Regions from separate parts of the Sus scrofa genome. Here region 1 is linked to region 2. The links are chromatin contacts, called in public Hi-C maps. All regions are on one chromosome and are shown on one strand. Each heading gives the region's core, a stretch centred on a gene start, on an enhancer-like site or on the middle of the called end of the contact. The rest is flanking DNA. Distances are from core to core; before and after follow the strand shown.

Evidence for each region. A called contact is a pair of places that touch in the nucleus more often than the background predicts.
Region 1: a Hi-C map of liver shows a contact between it and region 2, with 6 times the contacts expected there. The contact joins two enhancer-like sites. A contact is called at or near these places in 1 of 5 promoter capture datasets (liver), 13 of 47 Hi-C or Micro-C datasets (alveolar macrophages, blood, brain and 7 more) and 2 of 2 datasets of contacts at active chromatin or transcription factors (alveolar macrophages and skeletal muscle).

What each region holds. Positions count from the first base shown.
Region 1 is chr1:27,104,294-27,110,141 of Sscrofa11.1, forward strand. No RefSeq gene overlaps it. Among named protein-coding and RNA genes, the nearest start is that of IL20RA, 30 kb to the right of the region's middle. Within about 2 kb of position 3,643, at least 24 of the 83 cell types and tissues checked have an H3K27ac peak or open chromatin away from gene starts, as enhancers often do. A contact at or near this core is called in liver, where this site is marked.
Region 2 is chr1:27,054,017-27,059,599 of Sscrofa11.1, forward strand. It overlaps IFNGR1 (interferon gamma receptor 1), which reads left to right. Exons shown (of 7, transcript NM_001177907.1): 6 at 1,017-1,144; 7 at 3,075-4,147. The coding sequence ends at 3,629. Among named protein-coding and RNA genes, the nearest start is that of IL22RA2, 17 kb to the right of the region's middle. Within about 2 kb of position 3,530, at least 8 of the 83 cell types and tissues checked have an H3K27ac peak or open chromatin away from gene starts, as enhancers often do. A contact at or near this core is called in liver, where this site is marked.

The sequences.
Region 1 (5,848 bases), core at 2,393-4,892, 50 kb after region 2:
GTGCGAAGCTCTCTGCCCAGTATTGAAAGGGGTCAGAGTATGTCACCCCCAAATACTCCACTTTGGCATAAAGACTTTTTCTTTCTTTCTTTCTTTCTTTCTTTCTTTCTTTCTTTCTTTCTTTCTTTCTTTCTTTTTTTTTTTGAGCTAAAGTTGAGAATCAACACAACAGATACGGGAAGACATCTATGCCCTCCCCTTACCTGCCTACAAGCAGGACAAAAATTCCCCTTTGGGCAGGTGGCATCCGTTCTCACCACTCTCCTGTTCCAGAATGAGGAAAGCGACCTTTATCACCAGAGGCAGCAGCAAATTGAGCCTGCCTAAATAAACTTTCCTAAAATAACCTGTATCGTCCACAAGTTCCCCAATGTATTTCCTAATTATTTCCCCACAACGTAGTGTCCCTTGAGGTCCAAACCTTCCTACATTTGTTTAAAATGTTACCTAAGCTCCCAAGACGAATCCCTCCTTTGAATTTCACTTCTCTGTGAACTCCTGTGCATGTAAAATATTAATAAATGTGTATCCCTTCTCACTTGTTAATCTGTCTTTTGTGAGTTAAATTCATAGGCCCCCACACATAGAACCTAAGAGGGCAGAGGAAAAGTATTTCCTTCCCAATAGTTTTTGTCACATAGAAATTCCTTCATGAATCTTTGCTGTTATCATGGTTCTCATTTCGTCCTTGAAACAACTCTGTAAATTGGCATTGTTTTACCCATTTCAAGAAAGAGTGAGGCCAGGCTTTCTGAGGTCAAGTGCAGGGGTATCTAACTGAACTACTGTTTGGACAAAGATTGGTCAGACTCTACCAACTGTGTTTTTCCCAGCACAATTCTCCTCCTAAGACTGGAGAATTCAACAAGACTCATCATAAAATTCAATAATATTCCACATCAGAAAGTTGTTTTCAATAGTTTGTAGGGTTGCATTTTTTGTCCTTTGGGGTGGATAGGGAAATAAACTGCTAAATATGACTCTGATTGGTAGGAAGAAGGATAGTCTGAGATCGTCAGATTATTCAAAATTAAAGAGATGTTTTAAAAGAGCTATCATACTAAGAGTAATATTTTACCTGCAAAAAAAGAGTTAAAACTAAAAAAATTTACATTAGAATGATATGCCTTCTTTTCTTTGATGTTATCCAACTTAAAAGTTTTCTAATATCTGGAGGCAAGTATGCCTATAAATTGCAAATCTAAAATTCTAAGCCTGAACTCCAAAGCATGTTATTGAGTGGAATGCTATAAAAGCAACCCAGCTGTTACCATCGTTTGCTACAAACAGAGGTGTCTCAAAATGGCTTCAAGTGACTTACAAATATCGGGGATGCAAGAAAAAGAAATTTGTTTGTTTCTACTATTTCACGATGTGAGATACATTCTCTTTATTCGATTTTGCTGCCTACATTTTTTTCTTGGTTTATTTTTGAAAGATAGCATCCTTTTCACTATTTTCCAAACATTTGTATGTGAAGAGTTCATAAGAGGAGGGGTTGCTGCAAAGCGTGTCTCTGCTTGGGATAGAAAAGTTATTTCAGACTTTAAAATGATTTCAAATATATTTAGCTATTAGAAGGAAAAAAACACCATGCAAAAACATTGCATTCAAAGAGAGGTTTTTAAGTAAAGGGAGGTGAATTCTTGAGTTTCCAAGAATTCATCTCATTTTAACTTTTTTTAGGTACTCCAATGCAAATGTGTCTGTAACCATTGCCAACTTGAAGTGACGCACCTTGAATTGAAAGCATATTATTGAACGGGACACTATAAATGTGATCACAGCTGTTTCCTTACATGCTTCAAAACGTAGGTGTCTTAACATGGTGCGCCAAGTGGCTTTTAAATATTGACGATGCAAGAAACATTAATTTGTTTTATGGACCTGGGCACTGCAGGGATTTGTCAAGGCTTCAGATTTCACTGCTAGTAAAAGCTCTAAGTTGAGCCGCCCCTTACCACCAATCTCTTTACCTTGGACCTCCCCCAACTCCACTTTTCCAGCACAATAGACAGTTGAACCCCAGCATAATCAACCAATTGTATAAGACGGCTTATCATCAACCTAGAATATAGATGATACAAACGTCTTTCCATATTACGTGAGAGCAAACCTATTTTCATCAGACATTTATAAGGTCAACTCTTCTGACCTCTTTGTTCCCAAGGCAAGGGCAGAGAGGGCGGGCAGCAGGGAAGAGCAAGAGGAAAAAATTCACCTTTCCAAGTTCAGGGTGCTTTAGAACCAGGCATTACACATTTGCCATGTGGAGAGAAAGAGAGCGAGGGAGAGAGAGGAAGGAAATGGGAGTTCTCTGTCGAGAAAAGCGTCCTAGCGAGTGTGATAAGAGCAGTTTGGGGAAATAAACAACAGTGGTTTGGAGTTTGTTTCACTTTGCTCATTTGTTTCTAAGATACTGGTTTCAAATCACAATGAACATTTCAAAACTAAGTGAAACTTGACTTTAGAAACTGAGCATATGACCTTCAAGATCATCTAAAGGGAAAAATCCTACAATGGCTAGTGGTCACGTGGTATTGCTATGTGATTTATGCTTAGGAATCTGTGTTTTAACATTGAAGCGTGTCAACCACACACACAAACATTCCCAGTGTTTCTGCTGCCCTCATGCTAATGGTTTCAGAGGTATTTCCCTTCAAGTTTCTTGGAGGTCTGGTGGGGGTGGGGAATCAGAGAAGAAGCAGCTGGCCCCATGGGAAAGAGAGCTTGGGTGCAGCCTTGTGAGCTGGAAGAAAGATAAGCCAGGACCCAGCTATCTCATCCAGGCAGCCCAGGTGGGTGAGTGCCCACAGCCACCCTCAGACAATCTTCTTGGCCCCAAACTGCAGTCTGGTTGAAACCCAGCTTTCTGTGCCAAGGAATTTATTTATACTGGAATATCCAGAAACCAGCCTCCTTTTGATTTATCCAGCGTTCTTTTCACAATCATCGATTTTTTGTGGAATAAAACTCAGGAGAAACTCAACAATCCACCAGCCAGAATCCTTCTTGAACTAGTAAATTTGCATATTTACTATAAAATTTAAGGTTGAAGCTTGCACACTTCAGTGTTTCTGCCACTAGCAACGACAGATGATTTCTGGCTAATTTAAAGTCAACAGGAATTTGCTCCAAGGATACAAATTAGTTCCTGGAATTGTTTGGGAGAACTGTGTTTAGGCCAAAAATAAGGTCAGCAAAGCCCAGCAGACGTCCCGCTGAACTCTGCTCATCCTGGGCACACCCTGCCATGCCACCAGCCTCACGGCTGCCATCACAAATAATATTTAAGTGGCCCTAAGCCCAGCCCCAGTGGGACCACCAGACTGGCCACCCACCCATGCTCTAGCAGCCAGTGGTCAAGAGTAGAGAAGGGATCTGGAGATCCCTCTGTGGCATAATGGAATCTGCTATGTCTCTGCAGCTCCTGGATGCAGGTTCAATCCCGAGCCCGGCACAGTGGATTAAAGGCAGCTGCAGCAGAGGTAGCAACTGTGGCTCAGATCTGATCCCTGGCCGGGGGAACTCCATATGCCACAGGGCCAAAAAAAGAAAAAACAAACAAACACAAAAAGAAAAAGGATCTGCCTCCCTCTGGCTTCCACTGGGGTAGGGCAATCCCAGTCTCCCAACCATTTTTGGATCCTCCCCAAATAAGAAAGACACTGGGTAGGGCTTTCTGATCAGCACCTCACCTACACTCTCATTTAACTATGACAAATGCAACATCCCTGTTTTAAAGATGAGAAATTGAAGTTCAGACCAGTTGTCCATAAGGATGAGATCCAGGGTACTGAAGTACCATCCCCAAAATCAAAGATCTGTGAAATTGTGTAGAATCTAATTTGAATGAGAGGCATGTTTGAGTGTATTTTCTTTGAAAAGGGCTGATCTAAATGTGTTATAGGTGACATTACCCTTGGCCAAATCATAGGTTAAATAAAAACACCTTTTCTTCAAACACACTCGTATCATATATAGTTCGTGAATCTTTAAGAAGCAGTTAGAGCCTATTCTATTTCAGAAGCTGAAGACCTAACCTTCTTCACGCTGATCTGTCAACTTATCTGAAAATATGGGAGGAATAAGTTTCTCCTAGTTTGGAATAGGAAATTTATGGCTTAAAGATATGCAGAGGGGTTCAGGTTTTTGCCTCTCAGTGGCCCGGCAGCACACTACTGACCCCCTGTGGCCGCATTTCAAAGTGCCATCTTCAACTTCAACCCAGCTGCTGAGGGCCAAACAGCAACCGCTGCAGAGTTCCCCTGAATAACATGGTCCCTGTGCTCCTGTGTCATCATTGGGGAACCAGTTGTCACTGTACATTATACTAGAATGTGGAATTACTGAGATAATAATCCCAGATTTGCTCTGCCCAAAAGCACAGTCCTCAGCCTGAGAATTTGTCCATTTCTGCCCACAGCACTTCTACTGCATTTGTTTGCATTCATGGCACACCTTTTCTAGCTGAGCCATCTGATGAGCACTTTACCTACACTGTCTCATTTGGTCACTGCAATAATTGTGTTAACTTCATTTTACAGATGAGAAGTTGAAGTTCAGAGATGAGTTATTTGAACCCCTCCGATGCATAAAAAGAGATTTTGAAAAAAGGATTCAAATCTTCCTCCCCATCTTCAAGGTCTGCTAACATCTCCATTAAGGCTCTGATAACTATTTTTCCCACAGGAATTTCACCTCTTTGGGACTTTCATACCTAGCACATTCTGTATTATCTTTATGTGTGTGGTAAAAACTTTGGGTGGTGGCTGGATGGGAGGAAATGTGGGTTTGGAAACACAGAACAGAAAATCTTTCCAGGCGGGGCTCTGCACATGTAGTAGGAGAGAACAATAGTGACAGTGACAACTGACATTTAGCAACAACTCACTGTGTGCTGGGGACGAGACGTCTCAAAAGGCTTCACGTGCTCTAATGATTAAATCTTTATGCCAACCCCACAATGTAGGTATTATTAATATCTTTGTTTCAAGAGTAACAAAACTAAGGCACTGGGAAGTTAAATAAGTTGTTGTTATGAGTTGAATTATGTCTCCTAAAAATTCATGTGTTGAAGTCCTGATACCCAGAGCCTCTGAATGTGAGAAACAAGGTCACCGAAGATGTAATTAAGATAAGGTCATGTTGCAGGAAGGTGAGCTCCAACTGCAATACAACTGGATTCTTATAAAAAGAATGCCATGTGAAGAGACAGCCACATGCATAGGGAGATGCCATGTAAAGATGGGAGTCCTGCTGCCACAAGCCGAAGAACGCCAAACTGGCCAGCAAACCACCAGCAGCCAGAGGAGAGGCCTGCAACCAATCTGCCCTCACAGGCTTCAGAAGAAACAAACCCTGTCAACCCTTGATTTTGGATGTACAGCCTCCAGAACTGTGAGATGATACCTTTCTGTTGTTCTAGGCCAACCCAGTTTGTGGAGCTTTGTTCAGCAGCTCTAGGAAAATGGTACAGTTGTGTCATAGCTCCTTAGTGGTGAAGCCAGAATAAAAAAAAAAAAAAAAAAAAAAAAAAAAAAAAAACCCTGGGAGTGGGGCTGGGCTTTGGGTTCTAAGAACATTTATCATGTCCAAAATTCACTTCTATGAAATTTCAAAACCCAACTGTCTTTATTACTAGAATTACAGTTTGGGTTATAAATGACTTCAGACATCAAATGACATGCATTCAGTAGTATATAGGTAAAGGCCTCAAAACCAGCTTGCTGGGGAGAAAAGGCCCCAATTTGTAGATCTTGCCAATTTCTATGGTGCAATTATTTCTCTCATGGCCACTTTGAAGTTGACACCACTAAACTTGAAGCTGGGAAGAGATGAGGATAAT
Region 2 (5,583 bases), core at 2,280-4,779:
ACCACCACCACATGTACAGTACTGTTAATTTGGAAGAGAGGACTATGAAAAAAATACTGATGATTGTGCTATGAAAGTAAAAGGCAGCATTAGAGAAAAATATACACCCGTGATTATAGAGGTTATGTGCTCTGAAACAAAAATCTTCCTTGTTTTTTATTATTCTTTATACCTTGTTTGTATTCAAGGGGACTTTATTCCTGGGCAGCTTTTGTGTATGTGTGTGTGTTTACACATCTTTGAATCTTGATAGGTTTTTGTAATCTTTAAGTAAGTATAAAATGTAAAAGACTTTGGGAGAGTGGGACGAAATTATTTTAAGAGGAGCTCCCATCGTGGCTCAGCGGTTAATGAATCTGACTAACATCCATGAGGATGCAGATTCTATCTCTGGCTTTGCTCAGTGGGTTAAGGATCCAACATTGCCGTGAGCTGCGGTGTAGGTCACAGACACGGCTCAGATCTGGCGTTGCTGTGGCTGTCGTGTAGGCTGGCAGCTGCCACTCTGATTCAACCCCTAGCCTGGGAACTTCCATATGCTGCCAGTGCAGCCCTAAAAAGCAAAAAGAAAAAATATATATATTATATATATATATATATATAATATATATATATTATTTTAAGAGGTATAGACATTGCCAGAATTTATTTCTAAAGAGATATATTTAAAATTTTTTCCTTTTGCCTTTTAAACTGAGAGAGTAGTATAACTCTGGAAACACCCTATATTTGAGGCTATAAGGAAGTTATTATGAAAAGGCTATTGTAACCACATTGTATCATGACAGCATAGTTGAAAAAAATTTAGAGTCTCAAATCTGGGAAGAATCATATTGATATTTAGGACAGGTACCTAACTTTTTACTCATCTCTCTATGTCAGCGTTCTTTAAAACTCTGACCATAGTAATTACCTGATGTGCAGATCTACAAAAGGATAGTGCTAAGACTTTGACTATTTGCTAGATAATGTTCCCTCATAATTCTAATTCATGATTTTTTTTTCCCTTTTCTTAGATTCTGTTTGGATTCCAATTGTTACTGCCTTAGTACTCTTCCTAGTACTTGCCCTGATAGTTGCATGTTATCTAATTAGGAAAATGAATCCATTTAAGAGAGAAAACATCATGTTACCCAAATCTTTGGTAATGTATTCAAATATTTCTTTTCTCTAATGATAAATAATTGGCCCTTGAACAACCCGGAATTGAACTGCATGGGTCCACTTATGCTTGAATTTTTTCAATGTATACATTGGAAAATTTTTTGGAGGTGTGTGACAATTTGAAAAAACTTACAGACAAACCCTGTAGCCTAGACATATTGAAAAAAATTAAGAAAAAGGTATGTCATCGGTGTATAAAATATATATAGATATTTTACATATAACATGAAAAACATGAAAGTGGACCATTTGTGTTATTAGTAAGACTTCTGGCTAACAGTAGGCTATTAGCAGTGAAGTTTTGGGAAAGTCAAAAGTCATACATAGGAGTTCCCACTGTGGCTTCGTGGGTTAAGAACTGTACATAGTCTCCGTGAGGATGTGGGTTCAATCCCTGGTCTGACTCAGTGGGTTTAGGATCTGATGTTGCCACAAGCTGTGTACATTACAGATGTAGTTGGGATCCAGCATTGTTGCTGCTGTGGTGTAGCCTGCACCTGCAGCTCCAATTCAGCCCTTAGCCCAGGAACTTCCATACGCCACAGGGGCAGCCCTAAAAAGAAAAGAAATTAAAATTTTTTTAATTTCTGAAGAAAAAAAGGCATACGTGGGTATTCAACTGCACAGGGACTCACTGTTGAGACCCTAACCTCCAGTTGTTCAAAGTCATCTGTACACTAAAATGTGATTTGAACTTTTTTGATAGTTCCTAAATTTGTTTTTTAAAGAAGATTGATATTCAGCAGCATGTTACCTATCATACATCAGTCAATCTACCACACATCCAAAACCATGTGCTTTTGGGAGTTCCCTTTGTGGCTCAGCCGTTAACAAACCCAATTAGGATCCATGAGGATGCAGGTTCCATCCCCAGTCTCACTCCATGGGTTAAGGATCCAGTGTTGCCATGAGCTGTGGTGTAGGTCACAGATGCATCTCAGATCCTGCAGCGTTGTCGTGGCAGTGGTGTAGGCCGGCAGCTGTAGCTCTGATTCGACCCCTAGCCTGGGAACCTTCATATGCCTTGGATGTGGCCCTAAAAAGCCAAAACAAAACGTACTTTTTACTATGCAGTGGGGTGTTTTTTATGTACAGGGCCAAAGCATAGTTAGAAAAGTCTCTTAAGGAGCTTAAAGTCTAGTGGAGAAGAAAGATAAGTATTCCCTGGATGCAGAGTGTGGTAGGTTCAAAGGCAGAGATTTACAACCCATGCCAGCGAGGCATTCATCTGCCTTTAGAGGGTGGGGTTAATAGTGACTTTGCCAGAGGCCGTAGTGCCTGAATTGTCCTAAGGGACAGATAGACATTTATCCAGGTTCTAAGAGACAGTACGTACTAAGGCCCAGTGTCAAGAAAGCATGACTTTTGAAAATCTGCAGATACAGGAATACTTCATTATGGTTGGAGTATTGAAGGGAAGAGGGCCAGTGGTGAGATTCAGTCAGAAGTTGCTGTGGCTGTGGTGTAGGCTGGTGGCTACAGCTCCGATTCGACCCCTCTCCTGGGAACTTCCATGTGCCGCAGGTGCGGCCCTAAAAAGACAAAAAAAAAAAAAAATTATAGAGCCAATGAAAATTAGAATTGGGAAGGCAAACGGTGGACGTACTCTGTAAAAGAAATAGCTCTCCTCACATGACAAATATACATCCATGTGGAAGATAGCACACAAAAAGCAACATATGTTGGTGAGATAGTGACTTTCTAAAAACTCTTAAAGCTTGTTTTTAATCTTAATATATTTTCCTTAAAAAGAAGAAAAAGGCAACCATCAGATTCTATTATACTGTTATCCTAACTATGCCATTTGGTGGTTTATTTAACTACCTGTTACCCTTGGACCTTTTTTTTTTTTTTTTTTTTTGAAATAAGCATTCAAGTTTAATACTAATCATTGATTTCTCTTCCCTTAGCTGTCTGTGGTAAAAAATGCCTCTTCAGAGACAAAATCTGAGTCAAAATATATATCACCCATCACCTACCAGCCAATTGCCCTAGAAAACGAACAGCTGTCTCCAGGGACAATTTCAAGCGTGCATACTGAAGACAATCCAGGAAAAGCAGAACATGGAGAAGATTTTTCTAGTGAAACGCAAGTGGTGACCACTGAAGAACATATTTCTGACATGGCCTCTAGTAGCTCTCTGACCCCAGTAAAGAGAGAGAATTCTGTCCACTCGAGCAGTAACCAGTCTGAACACTGCAGCATCACTTTAAATGCGTATCACTCCAGAAATGGTTCTGATAGTGGCCTTGTGGAATCGGACAGCTGCTCTGACTCAGAATTTCCGCCAAGTAATAAAACTGAGATAAAGTCAGAAGGACAAGAGTTCGTAGCACTGAGAAACACTACCACCTCCTTCGGTTATGACAAACCACACGTGTTAGTGGATCTGCTTGTGGATGACGGTGGCAAGGAGTCCTTGATTGGCTATAGAGTCACAGCAGAATCCGAGGAGTTTTCCTGAGATCAGCCAAGAGGCACCAACTCAGAAGGATCTGCCTGCTGTTCCCCAGCAGTTTTTCGGCTTTGATGTCATGAAAAGATCAGGTTTTCAGAAATTGTGTCTTGTTGCTAATAACCCAATGGAGTATCTTGGTTTAGATAAAAGTGTCAAGAGCCTCTTTGGCACTGTCTTATTGGGTCTGAGAACAGCAGAGACTCTTTAAAAACAAAAACAGACCATTGAACCTTTCCATCTAGATGTGCGAACAGCAACAGTGAAAGCGTCTCTAATAACCCCGACTCCTATGGTTGGCTGTGGTTGACTTCCCCAGGGTCCTTTCTAACCACTTAAAGAGATAAAATGGATTTTTTTCTTTTTTGTGGCTTAGTGCGGTGTTTGTTTTTGGAGGTGTATATGTACAGTCTTTTCAAATGTTTTGAGAAGCAGCCCTGAGTGCTTTTCAGAGTTGTACTTAAAATTGTAATGAAATCAATACAATTAGTAGTGTAAATAAAAACATGTATATATATTTTTATGCAACATTGCATGTAAAGGATTTTTAAATCATTCTAAAAATCATTTTTGCATTCATTTACTCAAACACTTAGGCAGTTAGTTTACCTAGAATATTTTTTATTCATTTGCTTGTTTCTATTTATTAATTTTTTTCCATGCATTAATGTTGTAGAATCATTTTCTAATTGTTTCTATCAAATCTTTAAAACAGTCCTAAAAATAGCCTAATCTTTAAAAATGATCCTTTTCTATCTATATCTTAGTATTTAGCAACCAGTGTGGAGAACACACAAGCTGTGTGTTCCAAATATGTGGGGGGAAGCAGATTTAGCTGTAGAGCAGGTAGACGAGGTGTCTGCAGCGTAAAGATGGGGGGCAAAGCCACAGAAGTGGGTGCACGCAAGCTGAGAGGCATGAGGTGTGAGGAGAGAACCACAATGTGGCCATCCAAGAGTTTATATCACACGAAAAGTCTTGGGAATTACTAAGAGGATGGGATTTTCAGACGCAAATGAATTAACTGACTCCAAAAAAATGTCAAACACAAATCATGTGAATAAGTTAACAAGCCATGGGGAAAAAAATCTTTCTCTTCACTTAAAAGTGCAAATTAAAATGAAGTGCTAGTTTATTAGTGGAAAAACATGGACTGGTATGCTCACTTGTTTGAGGGACAGTGTCTTATGAAATGCTTTTTAAGCTGATATGAATATATATATAACACTCTATAAAAATCCATATACTTTATAGAATCTAATCTATTGTGGGAAAATTATGAAAATTAAGTCCCTAAGATAAATGAAAAATGCAGGCCTTAGACTGGGAAGAGGCAAATATATGAAAATAATGGATACTGCCAAAGAGGATATTGCCTGCTCTGCATAAGGACTTCAATAGGCATCACTGCCAAATGTGAGTAGAATTATTTTCTTATTCTAGCAATACTAACTGAAATTCATCTTTGTAATCTCTTATAGATAGAACATTTTAATGCTTTCATTTGCATTTCCTTCATAGTAAAGTTGAGTATATTTTATATATTATGTGTCAATACTTCTCCTGTGACTTGACTAATCTTGTCTTTTGTCCATTGCTTTTGGGCTATTCATGTGCTTTTTATTGACTGTGTCCTTTGCCATGAGTTACACATTTATAATTTCTTGCCTTTTACCCAAGTCTTATCACACAGATGTTTAAAATGTTTATAAAGTCAAATTTTTTCATCTTTTCCTTCCATTCTTAAAAAAGCTCCCCTTCCCGAAAAGATAAAAAATTTCACCCATGTTTTCTTCTGCTATTTGGGAGTCTTTGTTTAGTTTCTACATTGAATTCTTTTATCTATCCAGATTTTTTTTTCATGTAGGAAGTGAGATAGGGCCCCAGCTTTATTAATTGGGTTTCTAGGACTGCCAGAACAAATTATCAGCCGTTTGGGTGGCTTACAACAACAGCCTTTTAT